2 separate regions of the Danio rerio genome follow, and region 1 is linked to region 2. A link is a contact called in public HiCAR-type data. All regions are on one chromosome and are shown on one strand. Each heading gives the region's core, a stretch centred on a gene start, on an enhancer-like site or on the middle of the called end of the contact. The rest is flanking DNA. Distances are from core to core; before and after follow the strand shown. Region 1 overlaps LOC141379854 (a long non-coding RNA gene). Region 2 holds the start of zgc:103482.

Region 1 (2,700 bases), core at 98-2,597, 300 kb after region 2:
TGTGTTGATTCTCTGTACATTTCATCCATTAAATTATTTCCACTTTCGAAAGTTAAAGCCAAAATGTCCCAGAGATGGCTGCTGATATCTTGTCATTAGGAGACGGTGAAGAGGATTTTCATTTTTAAAAAGTATTCATAGCTACTAGCTAATGCATGTTTTGGGGTTCACTTATCTAACTAGCTTATACATTTAACTCTCTAAAAAAATCTATGATCCCTCTCATTCCTTAAGTCGAGTCCTAGAGTTTAATATACTATATAAAATATTTTGTTGGTGTGAAACAGTACCGTTAGCATATGGAAATGTTAAAGCTTCTGTTTTTTTCCTAGAACTCCAGAAAAAAAGTTTAAGTGATTCATGTTGTGAAGCTGCCAATCACAGCTGTCAATCATTATAGCATCAAATACCTTACTAAAAGCATAAACATTTCAATAGGCAAAGAAAAAGGGCTGCTTTCATAACCTATACTGCAGCCAGCCACCAGAGGGCACTCTTAATGTTTTGGCTTCAAATTTCTGAAAACATACACTTTTGCACATCCATTTTATCAAGCAAAGAATTTTACATTTTGATTTGCACAATATAAGGATTGTCAATGTCAAAATAAGGAATTTCCGACTTATTACTCAAGTTATTGCAACTACGAGTTTCACTTTTGGAAGTTGTGTGAGGGCGCCCTCCGGCATAGTATATAATGAAACAAAAAACTGCATGGGAAAATTTGGCACCATATTATAATGCTGATGGTTTATGTAATGTAATCATGTGTATACTTTTAATTTGTAAATATCATGGTTATTTTTAGTGCAATGCTTTTATATCGCAATTGTTGTCGCAGTATATGACCATACCCTTTTGGCAGATACAAATATACACAGCAAAATAATTTCATTAATATTTGCCTGTAGCTCATGATTCATAAGTGTGTTATGATTTTGATTAGTGTTATAGATCTTCATCTCTGCTCTGTCAACATTTGATGTTGAAATGTTTAACAATGTGACTTTTATTGATGTTTATTAAACAATATTTTTTTGTCTTTATATAATAAGTGTAATGACTGTGTAATTGTTCTTATACAATTTATTGTTTTAAACTGCTAAAATATGTCCATAAAAGTCGTGTAATTAAAGTGTAGAGAGCAAAATCTTCAACATCAAAAGTTATCAGAGAAGAGATCGATGTAATGCAATCCAAAAGCTTAAATAAACATCTGTGAATCATCATTCATGAGCTATATCTTCAATGGTTAATTTAACAGATCATATTTTTACAGTGTAGTTATTATTGCAGTTATGGCACGAAAAGATGCATACCTGATGGGAACAGGCCTTTCCAGCTATTGCTTGCTCTTACTTGTTTTAACACGGTACCATGATTATAACAGGGAACATCCCGTTCCTGCTGTACTGTCTTGTTAAGTAAAAATTATTAGCATGTCACCACTGCAAACAAACAGTTCCCACTCTGACTTTCTGTTTACATTCATGAGTCCTGCATATTTCTTTTCGGTCTTTTGATCTGCCTACTTTTTCCACCGGAAGACAGAAATCCTGTCCACAAAACGGCTTCAAATGATGTCCATTTAGAAGCTAATGAGTCCAGCTACCTCTGTCTAAACACAGAGGAGGAGTACAAAAGACAGAAAACCGCGTCGGTGTTACAGCGAAGAGAATATAATCTCTCTTCTGTGAACAACAATGCATAGTTTGTTCATGAATCACTGCGGTTTTGGCACATCCAATGTTATCTGACAGGATCTTATCTATGTCAAGCTTTTACATATCATTCCTCGGTTATTACGTTGTGCGCAGTTGCTTAGACTTGTAACTTAGTTCAGCATCTGATTTTATCTATTTAATTGCAGCACGTTCTTTGAAATATTTAGCAGTGGGTATTTAATTAGTGAATGTGTGTAGATATGTGGGAAGATTAAAAGGTTGAGGTATAAATGAGGGTGAAGTGGAGGGCCAGAAAAGCTTTGATTTTTCAGTTTGAGGCAGTGTTAGATCCACATTTATTTCTGACCCGAACAGTATGCTAACACACATCAAAAAAAGCTGATTCTTTTTTTTTTTGTTCTAGAAATGTTGCAGGTTCTTGCAAGAATGAGCTTGTTTTGTTTCCGCCAGCCTCTCATACTTTTGTTTTTATGTTATGGCAAAAACACCAGTGAAATCTCGAGATCTGCAGATGATAATGGTATGATGATGATGATGATGGTAATATAAAATAAACACCATCTCTTATGAAACCATAACATTTAGTCCACGTAGCTCATCTTTCTTTAACATCTGCTGTTATGTCTACCAGTGCAGGAGATCAGACGTCTGAAACGACTGGTTTTGACACGGCTATATATAATAGTGTTAGTTTGTAAAAACAAAATCAGCCTTCCCATAAATCCTATCAGTTCTCTTCTAAACACTGGTCAAGCTGCAGGATCATGCTTGATGCAAAGCTGGTCTTGAGAAAAATGTGACCATGCATTATACATAAGTGCCTGCTAAACACTGTATTGCACATCTCTGCAGATTCCAGTGTTGTAAGTTTTACTTTTTGGTTTCATCATTACAGATGAGGCTGTATTAAGTGTTCAAAATAAAGATTGACTTTTTTTTAATAAAATGCATTTGAAGCATTATTTTAAATAATATTGACAGATTTTGTTGGCAAAATGTCTGGGGTCTGGTGTGC
Region 2 (2,700 bases), core at 83-2,582:
CCTGAGGACTCATCAGCGAGTGCACACCGGCCTCAAGTCTTTCAGCTGTGAGAGCTGCGGGAAGAAGTTTGTGGACCATAGAAATCTCAAGCAACATAAATGTAAATACACCATGTAAAAAAAGACCAAAGATTACACTGAATTATTGGGGTGGTTCAGCCTAAATATTTTATTTGCTTTTAATTTATTCACCCATTTAAGATGTAGGTGACTTTTTTTTTTTCAGGAGATAGCTGAAGATTTTGAACTGAGTTTGGTTCTTGGTCATTTATGAAATGCAAGTAAATAAACAAAACATATAGGCAAAAGTAAAATATTATCTGTGGCTACTGATGCTACGTTGAGGTCTTATAAAGAGAACTGATTGATCTGTGTAAGAAAATTACATTACAGCCTTGTCGTTAATCCACAGCTTTTGCAAATGTTAGCTTCCTGCTGTGTAATGACTTTAACAGCTTAAATTTGAGTTTACTGAGGTTGATTTAAATAAGGTTTAGTTTTTTACACAGACTTGATTTTTTTCTGTTCATAAAACTTTAATCAGTGTTTTATTTTGTTCTATTGAAGAATCAAACATACATGTTAGATGGCCTGAGCCTGTATAAATCAACACAAATGCTTTCATTTTTAATGGAGTTACCGTTGAACATTGCATCTCGTTTTCAGGACTGTTTGAAACTGTATTGCATAGCCTTATGATAATATCTGATTATCTGTAGACATATTTGGAAGTTGATTGGATAAGGTTTTGTACATTTCTGTATTTTATTGTTTGGAAATCATTATATTTATATCAAACCATGACTGGGAATCAATGATTGTGCGTAACTGCAATAAAAAAAGACATGAACCACTTCTGCCTTCCTTTCTATAATTGTATAAATTTGGTGATTAAATCATTTTAATTTGACTGCATTAGTGATTAGCATTTATCAACCCTCTCTTGTAAAACACTTTCACCTAGTCTGTTTTAGATATATCCCTCATTGGAGGCTGTGTATGTAATATCTGTATAAAGTAATTAATGCATTTAGAATTCTATAAAGTAAATTATTTACGTAATTTATTTAGTATAATGTTTGAGTAATACAACAGTAAGGTAAGTTATAACAGAAATAGTACAAATCTTTTTATAGTTATATTTGTTATATTAAATGTATATATTTCTTATTACATTTCATATTACCTTGTAAAAGAAGGAATAAGCCTATGTGTTTTATATTTTACGATAAATAGTTTAAAGAGCGCAATTCATATTAATGAGCGCGTTCTAGAAACTTCCGGGGCGGAGACTGAGTACTTTTATATGAACCTGAATTCAATTATCTAAACGTCATCCTTGACGGTTGTTTTGTTTGGTGATCGGTGGCTTCAATCGATGGGCGCTGCTTAAAGTCTATATTTTCTATTTTTATAGCATTCTTCGATGATAGCGCGTCGATTATTTCATTTCCCTTGTAACACTGGATAAAAATGAAGGAGTTGGTGGAAGAGATGCCTGATGAGGGATATGGATGCACCGTGGCTAATCGTTTTGGTCAGCTTCTGGGCGACGAGTCCGACCCTTTCGACATCCTATATGCTGCAGGGACTGAAAAAAAGCAGAAGAAGAAGAAAGAGGAGCCAAAGAAAACTTCAACCACGACTAAATCTGTAAAGAAAGAGTCTCAGAGGGACAGGAAAACCATCCTTCCCGCAGGTGGGGGTGGACAAGGTAGGTGAAGGACAGGACAGTTTTACTCAGAATAACGTGAACGACTTCGTTTAAACTTAACTTAAAGTGTTTTGTCGAGAGCTTGAAATGTAAGTTGTTGTTTTTTTTCTATGACAAGTTCGTCCTGGTCATGAAGTCGTTGAGGAGCCAATACAGAGACGCGTAACTTTTGACCGCAAATTTAATGATGCCGAAAAGCCTCCCCTCAGTTTCTCTGTTGAAAGGTAAAGCTGTCCAGTTAGGCTACGTGCAAATATTTATTTACCTAATGATTTAATTTTTTTAAATATAGAACAATAAAAGACCTGAGTTATTTTGTCTGCCTTACCTGGTCTGTGTGTAGGCCCGTGGATGTGCTGGACAGGCCTGCCAGAGGAAGAGGTACTGGAAGAGGAAGAGGAGCCCGAGGCCCAGTATTTCCAAGATCCAATGATGGATTTGATCAGAGAGGAAAGCGAGAGTTTGAGAGACACAGTGGCAGTGACCGATCGTGAGCAAATGTTCATTACTATCATGTTAAGAGTGGTTGGCAGCTGCTAGTTTCAAGCCTATAGAAAAAGAGTTGTATCATGTACGCAGGGGCAGACTTGGTGATTTGGGGGCCCTAAGCAATTCCAGGTATGGGGGCCCGGGCATTGAAACTCAAACCATTCTCTCTCTCTCTCTCTCTCTCTCTCTCTCTCTCTCTTTCTCTCTTTCTCTCTCTCTCTCTCTCTCTTTCTCTTTCTCTTTCTCTCTCTCTCTCTCTCTCTCTCTCTCTCTCTCTCTCTCTCTCTCTCTAAGTTCAAGTTGTTCATTGGGATGACATTAAGTACAGTATTGCCAAAGCACTTCAAATATAAAATATATTAAAACCATTGAAAAATTAATAATAATACCGATAAGATATAATGACACGCACACAAAAACAAACAAAAAAAACAATACATTTGATAAATATAATAATAATAAAAAGTTTAAATTATTAAAATAAGATACATGAGTTT

What was found. HiCAR-type assays count read pairs that join an accessible place to other places.
Region 1: a contact with region 2 is called in a HiCAR-type map of caudal fin, with 10 times the contacts expected there. The contact joins the enhancer-like site here to the promoter of zgc:103482 in region 2. A contact is called at or near these places in 6 of 18 Hi-C or Micro-C datasets (caudal fin, embryo, hematopoietic stem cells and 1 more) and 1 of 4 datasets of contacts at active chromatin or transcription factors (caudal fin).

Annotation. Positions count from the first base shown.
Region 1 is chr21:22,012,839-22,015,538 of GRCz12tu, forward strand. All of the region lies in intron 3 of LOC141379854 (a long non-coding RNA gene), which reads left to right. Among named protein-coding and RNA genes, the nearest start is that of gadd45gb.1, 32 kb to the right of the region's middle. Within about 2 kb of position 1,348, at least 3 of the 62 cell types and tissues checked have an H3K27ac peak or open chromatin away from gene starts, as enhancers often do. A contact at or near this core is called in caudal fin, where this site is marked.
Region 2 is chr21:21,711,477-21,714,176 of GRCz12tu, forward strand. It overlaps zgc:103482, which reads left to right and starts at 1,333. Exons shown (of 8, transcript NM_001006022.1): 1 at 1,333-1,714; 2 at 1,833-1,938; 3 at 2,058-2,204. The coding sequence starts at 1,474. si:dkey-30k6.5 reads left to right here. Exons shown (of 4, transcript XM_683166.11): 4 at 1-853. The coding sequence ends at 118.